Regions from separate parts of the Mus musculus genome. Here region 1 is linked to region 2. Evidence: chromatin contacts called from public HiChIP or PLAC-seq data. All regions are on one chromosome and are shown on one strand. Each heading gives the region's core, a stretch centred on a gene start, on an enhancer-like site or on the middle of the called end of the contact. The rest is flanking DNA. Distances are from core to core; before and after follow the strand shown. Region 1 holds the start of Vwc2 (von Willebrand factor C domain containing 2). Region 2 has its middle 840 kb from the start of Abca13.

Region 1 (6,090 bases), core at 2,979-5,478, 1.1 Mb before region 2:
CTCTATAACCAGAACAAGCAACACATGTTACTAATTTAAAAGCAACTGTTTGTCTTTGACTTTATAAGACTCCGATTATCTTATGAACCCAAACCACTTGAGAGAATTTTGCTGGGATTCCAGAACATCTGGAGAGTTCTCTGGCAGCATCCTCAGTACACAGGAGCCATTCTGAGGATAGTATTCTTGACTCTACATCTCCTGAGTTTGGGTCCTGTAAAATTTTTATCAAAGTTGTCTTTCTCTAAGGTGCTGAAGCCGCTATTCCCTGCTCATTAGCCTTGGGGAACAGTTGGCTCCTCTTCTTAAAGGAAACAGCAAAAAAGATTCCCACATCAGGCATTGCATGTCTTCTTGTAGTCATGCGTTTGACCATCAGGCAAATCCAAATGGAAACCTATGTTTCCTAACTAAAACACAATGCCAGTTACACAGTTTTCAGATTATCTGTAGATCAGTTCCTCCTGGCTGAACACTTCACTATGCTCCGAACACTGGCCGGTATTCACTCCACTCATTAATCTGCCTTTCACACATGGAGTCTAGGGATCCACAAATTTACAGGGGATCCTAAAAGGCTTCCAACTTCTGCTTTAGGGTTTGGAGTTTCAGGGTGATCTCTGCTGGTAGGGGAAAAAATGTCTTTGGAATGCTAAACCAAAGACCAGAGCTATTTTTCGGTGTTTGCAAATGCAGACATGAGTACATTTCTAAGGTTCCTAACCGAGAGGCAGACAATGCTCCTTGAACCATGCCCAGCACATACAAGCAGGGTAGAACCTCCATGCACACCAATAGGTTCCAATAGGAATTGACCATGCTTCAAGTGGAAGGTAAGGGTGAAAGCATAAACTATAGAGTAGAATTTCTTAGCTTGGCACAATCTGCTCTGTTAGCTGCTCTACCTTTAGAACATTTAAGAAATATTCTCTGCCTCAGTTTCTTCTTTCTAAAACAGAAATAGATAATCTACCTCCTAGCCTGATCTATCACTCTATGTGAGAACCTTAGCCTGGAACCCAATGCAGAAGATCAAGAGAAATAAAATGCATTGCATTTCTCTAAGGTTAAAACACTTAACCACAAACTGGGCTTCTTGATATTGCTTTCCAGCATGCTTTGACAACTAGTAAGTAAAAATATTTTCTTTTGATACTTAGAACAGTTATTTGTTAGTCTGAACTCCAGATCTGGGGGAATGGCTTATGCATATGAATGGTCTTCCTTAATTAGCCATTAACTAAAGACTATGTCCCAAGTGGCAGGGTAATTTACACCGTGTTTGAAAACAGGTTGAGCACTTCACTTCTAAATTAGGAGCAATGAATTCATGCTGAAAGTGTAGCCAATAACCCCCGCAGCTGTTCCCTTAGTGTCAAGGCTTCAGTCCAAAGTAACCTTTTTACAGCAAATACCTGATCAGCCAATAAAGAGTGCCCACATAGTTCTACCAAGGACTATCCCAGCACGGAAGAAAGGGCATCTTAAAGGGGTACCAAACTGCCCTCTACTTCTGAGAATGAGGGAGATCATTCTCTTCAAAGAGAGAGGGGTGGGGTGGGGATATGCCACAGAACCAAAGCCATTGTGCCCCTTTTCAGAAGGTGCCAAGTCGCCAGCAGGCGCTTGCCTCTTACCACAAACTCCTCCAAAGTCTGGTAGGTCTTGCCCCGGAACTCGCAGTAGTTCTTCTTCTCCTTGCACTGCGGACAGCACTGGCTGTTGTCGACGTGGATGCAGCGCGGGTGAAGCCGTGGGCACTCTGGCTGTGCGCAAAGGGGCCCCTCCTCCGTACACAGACACGGGCAGGCTGAGGGACCTGGGGCGAACTTCTCCCCGATCGCATACACGAAGCCACTCTCGTCCACACAGCCCTTCCCGCGGTAGTCCGGGTAGGCGTATTCCTCAGGCAGCTCCGGTGTGGGAACGAGTTCCAGGCTGATAGCTTCCTGGGCGGCGGCCGGGGGCTCCCCCTGTGGGGTATCCCCGCGAGGCCGGACCTGCCAGTCCGCGGCCTTGGCGCTCCCGCCCTGGGCAGCCCAGGCCTGCTTCTGCTTGCTCCACGCCTCCCGGCCCGAGAGCGCGCGGCTGCCCTTGCTCTTCCAGTCCCGGGCACTGCTGCCCTCGTCCCTCGAGGCGCGCCCGAGCTCGCTCACCCGCCCCGGGCTGTCCCGAGACGCGTGCTCGCGCTTCTCCTGGCCGGGTTGCTCAGGAGCTTGGGCCAGCTTCTCCAGCGGGATGCTCGGACTGCACAGAGCCACCATCAGGCAGCAGGTGACCAAGAGGGAACTGGAGAGCGCGCCAACTGCCATCGCAGAGGAGCTAGGCATCCCCTACCACGTCCCGGCGGGCGGGCGGGCGGGGAGCGCGGACGATGAGCGAGTCGCATTCACAGCCCGGGGGCGCGCCGCTGCCAGCCTGGAGTCGCCGTCCCTGCGGAGAGAACAGCAGTACAACTGAGCTCCGCGGCTCGCGCGCACCTCGGCCCCGCCGTAGCCCCCTCCCGACCCGGCGCCGCCCGGGCTCTAGCATCCCTCTAGATTAACGAGCTGGACGCCGGGGGCGGGGGCAACTTGCCCAGTGTCTGGTATATAACGAGGTTCTCAGACATCACACATGTGCAGGAATACACAGCAAGCCAAGTTGGAGAAAAACACCGGCCGCGAGGGTCTCCTGCAGTGGAGATTAGTGCTGGAGATGGTCACCGTTAGGATGCGGAGCCCAGAAAAATGCAGCAAGTCGGGCGGGTGCGGGCTGCAAGGCTTGCACTCAAAGCTCAAATCCTGGCACCTGGGCTGGCCCTCCCTAAGTCTTGGCCGCATTTCCCGCAGGTTTCTAAACAGAGAATTCCGCAGTGGAGTTGGAGACTGACAAACGTGCGCGCAAATTAAAGAGAAACCCTTCCTCTCCTGCCCAAGGGGTTTGTGCATGGAAAGGAAGCTGGGGGAGAAGTGAGAGAAAAAGAAAAACACCCCCTTCCAACAAAACCAAAACCTTGCTGCTACTCTGAAGACCCCACAACTCATTTGTAACTTCTTAGATGCCTGCTCTCTAGGGAGTACATGCCCCTCTGTTCTCTAACCTAGGCACTATCTGGGCTTTGCCTGGTTGGCCGGGTCCAGGATTCCTGAGGCTTTACTCCTTAGCCGCTACCCCACTTCCAGTATTGGCTCTTCACTAGGAGATGTGGAGGGTGACTGTGAGCGCTGCTTCCGGCTAGAGCGCTATCTTGGAGTAGCAAATAACCTGGAGGGGTCTTGGTGATGGATAAGTGATGCTCGCCCAGGGAGTACTGAGAAGGAAGGAGGGGAGTGCAGGGTCATAGGACTAGGGCCAAGGCTATCTTACTGAAGGGCCTCTTCCAGCCTTTTGTGGATCTCAAAGTTTCTGCCACCCAAAGGAGTCTAGAGCCCCCCAGGCATCGCTGGGTACAGACATTCCAGTCTCTATTTGCTTCTGCCAAACACTCACCCTCTCCGTGCGCACCAGTGCCTCTGTCCCCCTCTATCTCTGCCAGCCCTTTCTATTAGGACTCCAATTAAGGCTGGCCTCTGGCTCACCGCCAATGCCAGTGGACCTCAGCTCAGGGCGAGTCGCCCATATTTAAAACTTGGCAGGCAGGAAGGGGTCCTCTCCTTCAGATCGGCCATAGAGTACTTTCCGGGGGCGTCCCCATGCCTGCGGTGCGGACCTCCAACATGCACCCTCACCCCGGCGGAGTGGCACCTACATACATGAGCTCAGGACGCAGGAGGGACGCCGGGCTGTAGCGGGCGCGGCCCTGGGGCTCCAGTGCCCATCCTGGTACCGGCCGGGCACCAGCGCAGGGCGGACCGCGGAGAGCACAGTCCGACCTGCGCGCTCCACCAGGCGCATGCACCTAGCTAGAGCATTTGACCCAGCCTGTTCATCTGGCTGCTGGTGGCCGGTAGCCTTCTTGGAGTCCTGTCAGTGCCCGTGTTGCCTTCTGCCTGTCATCCCTGGGTTTCTCCTCCCTGAGTCTCCACCATGAAGCGTGCTCTAGGGAGTCGCCAGAGCCCAGTCTTGCTCTCCTTGCTAGCCAGGCAAAGAATTTCTCCAAACCGAGCTCGCGGACCAGTGGGCAGCCTCTGCGCCCTGGGGGAGAGGAGCAGCTCGGAGCGCGTCCCGAGGGCCAATGGGATTCAGGCTGGCTGAGAGCCGCACGCCCGCCGCCTGTCGCAGCTGCCTAGCGTAGGGCTCACACCCCGCTCCCTCCTCCGCTGCCCACGCTCACGAGGCGTCGCCACCAGGGCTGGCGTTGCCCTGCCCTCGGTGGGTAGGAAACCTGAGCAGCACGCGCTGCCCTGGCAGCCGCTGCTCAGCCCACCTGTCAGGCTCACTCAGGCTTCCTTCTCAGACTTGTCACTCACTCCCCTCTGGACCTTTCATCTTAGCTTTTCTTCTTTCTGTTTATTCTTTTCTTTAAAATCCTCTCCCCTAATTGGCCCCCTCTGGCTTTGCTCTCAGTGAACAGATTGCTTTTGCTGCTGTTGGAAATGTAAACCAAACTGTTGAGTTTGGAATTCCAAGGATGTGTTAGCAGAGACTGTAGGGAGGTTTATTCCACCTTTACATCCAGAAACCCAGAGGAACAGACAAGGACGAACAAGAAAGGTGGAAGATTTCAAACAGCATACACTCTGGTTCTCCTCTACCACAGAGGCTGGCTGCTGCAGCTGCTGCTGGCTTCTTCGAATGCTGATGTCAGTTCGCTCCCCTTTGATCTTGAAGGCAGAATCTGCTTTTTTTTTTTTTTTTTTCCTTTCTTGGATAAAGGACTAAAGGCCAGTGGTATATGTTCAAATTAATCTCCAAAGTGAGATGTCTAAGGAAATATCTATTTCTTGGACAGTGGTTACTCTCCATGCCAACGGTGCTCAGATAGGGACACACAACTTTGCAGGGTCAGGCCTTTGGGAGTGAAGGAACTATTTTCTCCGCCTCTGTGTAGTTGATGAATCAAGGTTTAAGTGGAGACCTGAAAGAATAAGACCTGGAAATTCCTTGGGAGGCTGCTTTTCCTTACATATAGCCACATGCACACTGGCAAAAATTTAGGGAATCTCTATGACCAAGATAATTTGCTGGCTTGTTCCTCAAGACTTGTTTAGCATGCCTTCTTAGACTGACAGTCCAAGGGTGGCACCACTTACAATGGGTTTCTACCTCACACCAATCACTAATTAAGACAATTGTCATAAAGGTTGTCTACAGCCTGATCTTATGCAGGCATTTTCTTGGTTGCTGTTCCTTCCTCGAAAATGACTCCAGCTTGTCTCAAGTTAAAATAAAAACCAATCCGGACGATTAACCCCTTGTCAAGTGACATACAGACCATCACTTTTCAGTTAGAACCTTTCCTTTCTCATTTGTTCCCAAGATGGGTTGTTAATATTAATATTGTGCCAGGTGGTGGTAGTATAAACCTTTAATCCCAGCACCTTAATCCCCGAGAGGCAGGTGAATCTTGAATTAGAGGCCAGCCAGCTCTACAGAGCAAGAGAGTGAGTTAGGATGGTCAGAGCTACATAGGGAAACCCAGTGTCTATAAACCAAAGAAAACTAACATTGCAATATAAAACATACATAACTGAAAGTTCTGCATTCTTTACAAGTCCAAGCACTTTTTAAAAATCAGTCTCTTTAAAATAACTTGTCTCTTTTAGAATCCAAAGCCTCTCTAGCAATCCAGTCTCTATAAAACTTCAAAATCTCGTTGAAAGTTCAAGTCTCTCAACTGTGAGCTATGAAATTAAATGTTATTATTATTATTATTTTTTTATCCCAAGAGGGAAGAACCAGGGCAAAGTCACAATTCTAACAAAGAAAAACTGAAGTCCTGTGGGAAGCCACATGTGCCGTTGCAGAGTGGCGCTGGCTACTGCTGGCCACCACTCATAAGTTTGGACAAACAACCAATGTGTACATATGCAGTAAAGCTTTTTGCCAAGTCACTGCCTAGCCCGGGCATGTTAAAGAGGTACTGAGAATATAACCAATCAGATGTGAGACATGCAAATGAGGTATGTTAATGAGATTCTATGAGGTACTGAGAGAGAGTAGCCAATC
Region 2 (5,769 bases), core at 1,754-4,253:
TTAAACCTTCTCACTTAAATTCTCTATCATTCTCTCCCCATCTTTCTTTCTCTCTCTCTCTCTCTCTCTCTCTCTCTCTCTCTCTCTCTCTCTCTCTCTCTCCCTCTCCCTCTCCTTCTCTCTCTCTCTCTCTGTCTCTCTCTCTCTCTCTCTCTCTCTCACACACACACACACACACACACACACACAAACACACACACATAAATTTATTTGGAGTAACCCAAAGAGGGAATAATGTTCTTTTCAGAATGCATGGTCACAAAAAACTAGAACACCTCCAACATGGGCCATTGTAATTGCTCTTTGATAATTTGTATCTATAGATACAAAACATTTTGATCACCAATCATGGAGCAATCAAGCTAGTACTAACCTGGAAGCTCTCTTTCTATAGCCAAACTCCATAATCACAGAAGGTGCGATGTAGACCTTCTAGGGAGAAAAGTTATCAATAGTCCTACCCACCTGTGAACCCCACCAAATACAACAAGAACCAACCTGTCAAGATACACACATGAGTGTAACAATGACAGAAATGTTATAGGTGTAGCCAATTGCTTTCTGATGGAGTTTGAGACCCACACCTCCCCCTGATGAGGCTACTCTTACTATTTTATTAAGTAGACATAGTATCAAACTGTCATCTAATTGTGTAACTTTGTATCCAAACAGTTGTATAGATTTAAGGACCCAGCTGAGAAAATTTCCTCTGCTGTAGACTCAGAAATTCACAACTGGTCAAAGATCTGATACTAAATGTCTATGGAGTGTTCCTACAAATGCAAAAACTATATTATATCGCCTGTCTTTCTAAGGCTAAGAAAATATCTGGAGTAAGGATTAAAGACTGCAAAAGCCAAAGATTGGGGAGACTGTTATGAAACAGTCTCTTCTGGATATGGCAAGACAACTACAGACATGCACTCGTAGCAGATGTGGTTGTCTGTAAAAGAAGCATGTAGGATCAATCCAGTAAACATTTCAACATGAAAGGATGAAAAATCATAAGCATCCACATGTAGCTGAAGAGCTATTTACTGAGAGTTGATGCTGATAAGAGAGTGAGAGTCGGGTATTTTATTTTTTAGAGATTTAGTCCCCAGTAGGGTAACTATGCTCCAGTACAAGACCACACACCATTATACATAAATGGATAGCACACATCAAACTCAATGGTGTGTGTGTGTGTGTGTATAGATGTAAAGTCAGGAGAGGAGTTGACAATGGTGGCTGGACCTGGGAAGAATTGGCAGAAAAGGGAAATATGAACAAAATACATTGCATCCATTATACAATTATCAAATAATTAGTAAAAATATTAAATTAAAATGCCAGTGTTGTGTATATATCTATAATGTGAGCATTCACAATGCAGATCTCTGCATTTCAGGCAATTGTTTAAGCTTATTATTTGAGAATTCATACATGTATAAGAGTTTTCATCAACTCTTCTGCGCTTCTTCCCCTCCAATTCTTTCCATAATACCCCCTAGCTTAACTTCGCAATTTCATGTGCTCTTTTCAAATAGGATTTTAGGGTTTTGTTGTTGCTATTGTTGTTGTTTTATTTATGTGAACATTTGCCTGAAGCATGAACTATTGTACATGCAGGGCCCTCAGAAGCCAGAGAAGGTTATCAGATAACTCATAGACAATTATGAGCCACCATATGGATGCTAGAAATGTAGCCTGGGTAATCTGCAAGAGCAGCAATGTTCGTAACCACTGAGCCATCTTTCCAACCACATAATATTGCGTATATGTGTATGTGTGTGTGTATATATATATATATATATACACATACATACATACATACTGGGGGAGAAACAGAGGTAGGCTGCCAGCCTGGGAAGGGGGCTGGGAAAGCAAATTAGAGGGCAGGTCAGGGCCCTCTTCTCGGGAGGTATATCCATATAAGGCAAACCTGCGACCACCCCCCTGCTCTCCGGGGTGCGGGCAGGGGCTCCTCATATATATATATATGAATCAGAGGCATACACACACACACACACACACACACACACACACACACACACACACACACATACGCACACACACACACATGTGTGTGTGTGTGTGTGTGTGTATTCAATGAAATAGTATATGAGAAAAAGCTGTTTCATGGACTACTGTCTGAACAAACGGTTTCATTGAATGTAGTCTAAAAAGTCTGTAATATTGAAGACTTGTAACTATGAAATCTTCAGAGAAGAGCTCCTCCCCATAGCATTCACTTCTAGACCAGGATCCTGCTGACCCACCATTTCAGGATTTGACTTCATCCTTTCCCATTTGTGTGTGCATTGAGGCCTGGTCACATTTAGGGAAGGATCAGACCAGGGAACCCATAATTTCTCCATTGTTCTCCACCTGGACATCTGAAGGGAAAACTCAGAAAATAGAACCACATCTCACCAAGAGATCTCTGATCTAAAAATGCTACAGTGAACTTAATTAATATGTCCTAGAACTATAGAATGAACATGATAATTTTTAAAATCCCAATTTAAAAACCTACATGAATTTTAAAATTGAGTTAATTAATTGCTCTATATTTACATCTAGCTAGACTTTCAACTGCAAAATTTGTGATTAGTGTATGAAAGTAATTAGTAATTCAAGGTTTCAAAACAAAATACCATGGAGTAAAATGCATGAGGTCAGCAGTGCCGACCACCCTGACTACCCAGTCCCTGCCCTGGGACCACCAGTACCATCATTTCTCCAAGCCACTTTTATTCGTGTACAGATGCTTTGTTTGTTGTGTTTTAAACAAAATGAGAACATTTTGGACATAATGCTCTACAAAGTATTTCACCTTCAAGGACCAGATAAAAGCCAGAGGGAAATCAGAAGATAGCAAAGAACATCATCTCAGCTGCATCACCAGCTGCCAGCTTCCCCTGGAGAACTACGTGACAATCAGGCATGATGGGCTGCTGGAGACAAACCAAGACAAATTCCACAGCCTATGAACAGGCCTAAAATCATCCATTCTGTACAAAAATTTCTGCTGAGTTGTTGTTAATGCTGAAATCTGAAGTTAACAGCCAGGCAGACAGACACAGCAAGGATACTTGCAGCCTCTGTCTCTCTTGCTGTTTGCTACATCCACTCCAGTAGTGACTCACTTGACAGGCCTAAAAACCTGGAAGCAGTCCTGAGGCAAAGAGTTTCAATGAAACTCAGCCTCCTGGAACCTTGGCATTCCCATAGCTAGAATGCCCCAGATTTGTCCCTGCAATACTGTGGAGGGTCTTGCATGCTTTCTTACAGTATTTTACTGGATAAGAGTTAGAAATCTCAGGGAAAGCTTAGCAAAGTATACTTAGAATCTTCAGTACAGTCAGGTATAACAGGCTACATTGCATATTAGAAGCAAGTTGGTGAATTCTTCTGACAAATGGAGATTCCCTACAAATACTTAAAAGTACAGCCAAGTTACCTTCATATTCAAGAATTTTACCAAGGCCTAGGAAATAGGGGGGGTGTGTGGTATTGCATTATTCATGAGAAGGTCTTCTAGAGCTTTCACAAGTGCTCAAAGGAGTAGCACAAATTGTGACTAGGGTGTGAAATCATAGCTGACCCTAAGCAGAGCTGTTTTATCTTTACTGTAAATATTACCTGGTTCCTGTAAGTCCTTTTGAAGTCACTCCTTTGTTTTACGTCAGGTAACTTCAATGTACTTTGCCTGCTGTGACTTCCTACCCCTTTGTTTTCTGTATTATGTAAGACTGGTGTTCACTTTGTAACAATACACTCAGATTCTACACAATCTCTCTCGTGCCACTTCTGTTTGTCATTTGCTGACTCCTTGTCTACCTGCAACTAGAGACCTGTTATATGCAGACATGGACCAAAAAGGGTCTGTGGCAGCTGTTACCAGGTCTGCCATAAATGCTGGTAATGTGTTGATTGTTTCTACCATTTCTTAATAAAAAGAATTGGGAGTGGCTTTTCTTGGAGACCAGTTTCTTGTTGTAGTGGGAGGTTTGTTTTACTGACTTTGTGGGTACATTTTACTAGTGAGGCTTCCAAAGTGCTTGGAAAACAGTAGTGTCCCTGGTAATATATGTTTACCGCATTCAGAGCCTTACCTTGTTATGACAGCCCTTCAAAAAGGTTCATGCTCTGTGACCTACGTAGCTGACTGGGTTGCCTTATAGGGTAGAACACAAACTGGTACCTTGCACATTCTTAGTCAAGAAGAAAACTCTTTTTATTGTTGGACTGAAAAACATACATGTGGCTAAACATGTAGAAATTGTAGTCTTTGTGTAAGTTGCTTTTTTCTTTCATTTGCTGTGATCAAAATATACCATAGAAACACTGTTAGGGAGGAAAGTTTTGTTTGGCCTCATGGATAAGAACTCTTTAATTCTATTCCTGGCTGGGAAGGCCTGGAGGGCAGAGGCAGGTCTGTACATGGTTGTGGGAGAATGGAGTGGCTAGTTATTTGTCAGCAGTCCAGGAAGAAAGCAGAATGGCTCTTACAAGAGATAGGCATGAACTTCTGAAGCCTGCCTGTACTGCTGAATTCTTGTAGCCAAGGTCTACCTCCTGTAGGGGTCCCAGACTCAAATAGTATGTAAGCACAGTGTCTTATTCTGCAGAAGTCCAAAATACTGGGTCTCCCATTACCAGAATAGAGAGATAACCAAGTGATCTTGCAGTCTTGATTTAAAGTACATTAGGGAACTCCAGGTTAGTTGACCTCTTTGTTAATCTGTTGGATACGTCTCTATGGAAATTCCATTACCTTACCAGTGTGTGGGTGCTGGAAACACGCTGGGGAGGTCTGGAAACTGTTGCTGGAGGAGTAGCTGAGGAAGTCTGGAAACTGCTGCTGACCCATTTTCCTTGCCTCAGGCTAGGTGATGGGGTAGCTTCTGAGGCCTGGGCTGGCCAGGAATTGCTCACTTCTTAGGCCTCGTCTTCTTAACTGCCTATTTGAAACCCCTCATGGAACCAGCCTAGCCTTCTCACTCCTAATATCACTAGATATGTTCTATTCATTCAAACAAGATTCTCAAGCCATAACACTCTATATTTAGCCACTAAATGTTTATGATTATATGGAATATGTTAAATGCCACATCAAGAGTCCTCATACTCACAGTAGTTCTGACACTCTTCAGAATATCAAATTCAAAGTCTGTTAGGACTCAAGAAAAGTATTAAATGTAAGCTGCTCTGAAATCAAAGTGAATGTTACTTACCTCGAATGTATATTGGTGTGGAATAAAAATTCTCATTCTAAAAGAAAATAATGAGTAGGTAACAAGGCCAGGCACTGTAGGAACTAAAAAGGGGCCTAGGGGAAGAGGGGGAGGAAAGACCCACACCCTGACAGAGTTCCACCTATGATCTGGACAGGCAGACATGGGAGGGCTGCCAGATGCTTTCCACTCAGCCCCAAGTGGGCATCCAAGCCTCTGACCCACTTGTCAGGAGGTGGACAAGGGGCTGCCCACCCTGGGGGGCCCGGGATTACTCTCTGTAGACCCAGGGTTATGGGAGACAGGGAAGAGAGCTTCCCAAACATGCAAGAGTGAGCACATCCTTGATGAGCAGAGACTGCCTATGGTTTTAGAGCTTTATTATAGAAAGGCAGGGAGAAAGAGAGAAGGGAGGTGGGGCTAGAGAGAAATCTAGTAAGGAGGGAGAGAGGAGAGGAGAGGAGGGGAGGGGAGGGGAGAGGAGAGGAGAGGAGAGGAGAGGAGAGGAGAGGAGAGGAGAGGAGAGGAGAGGAGAGGAGAGGAGAGG

The links. HiChIP or PLAC-seq counts read pairs in DNA pulled down with a chosen protein or histone mark.
Region 1: an H3K27ac HiChIP or PLAC-seq map of VIP interneurons shows a contact between it and region 2, with 15 times the contacts expected there. The contact joins the promoter of Vwc2 here to the enhancer-like site in region 2. A contact is called at or near these places in 1 of 39 promoter capture datasets (hippocampal neurons), 3 of 115 datasets of contacts at active chromatin or transcription factors (VIP interneurons, forebrain and stem cell-derived neural progenitor cells) and 1 of 9 other capture datasets (embryonic stem cells).

Annotation. Positions count from the first base shown.
Region 1 is chr11:11,112,154-11,118,243 of GRCm38.p6, reverse strand. It overlaps Vwc2 (von Willebrand factor C domain containing 2), which reads right to left and starts at 4,228. Exons shown (of 4, transcript NM_177033.3): 1 at 3,735-4,228; 2 at 1,638-2,433. The coding sequence starts at 2,330.
Region 2 is chr11:10,027,410-10,033,178 of GRCm38.p6, reverse strand. No RefSeq gene overlaps it. Among named protein-coding and RNA genes, the nearest start is that of Abca13, 840 kb to the right of the region's middle. Within about 2 kb of position 3,003, at least 3 of the 459 cell types and tissues checked have an H3K27ac peak or open chromatin away from gene starts, as enhancers often do. A contact at or near this core is called in VIP interneurons, where this site is marked.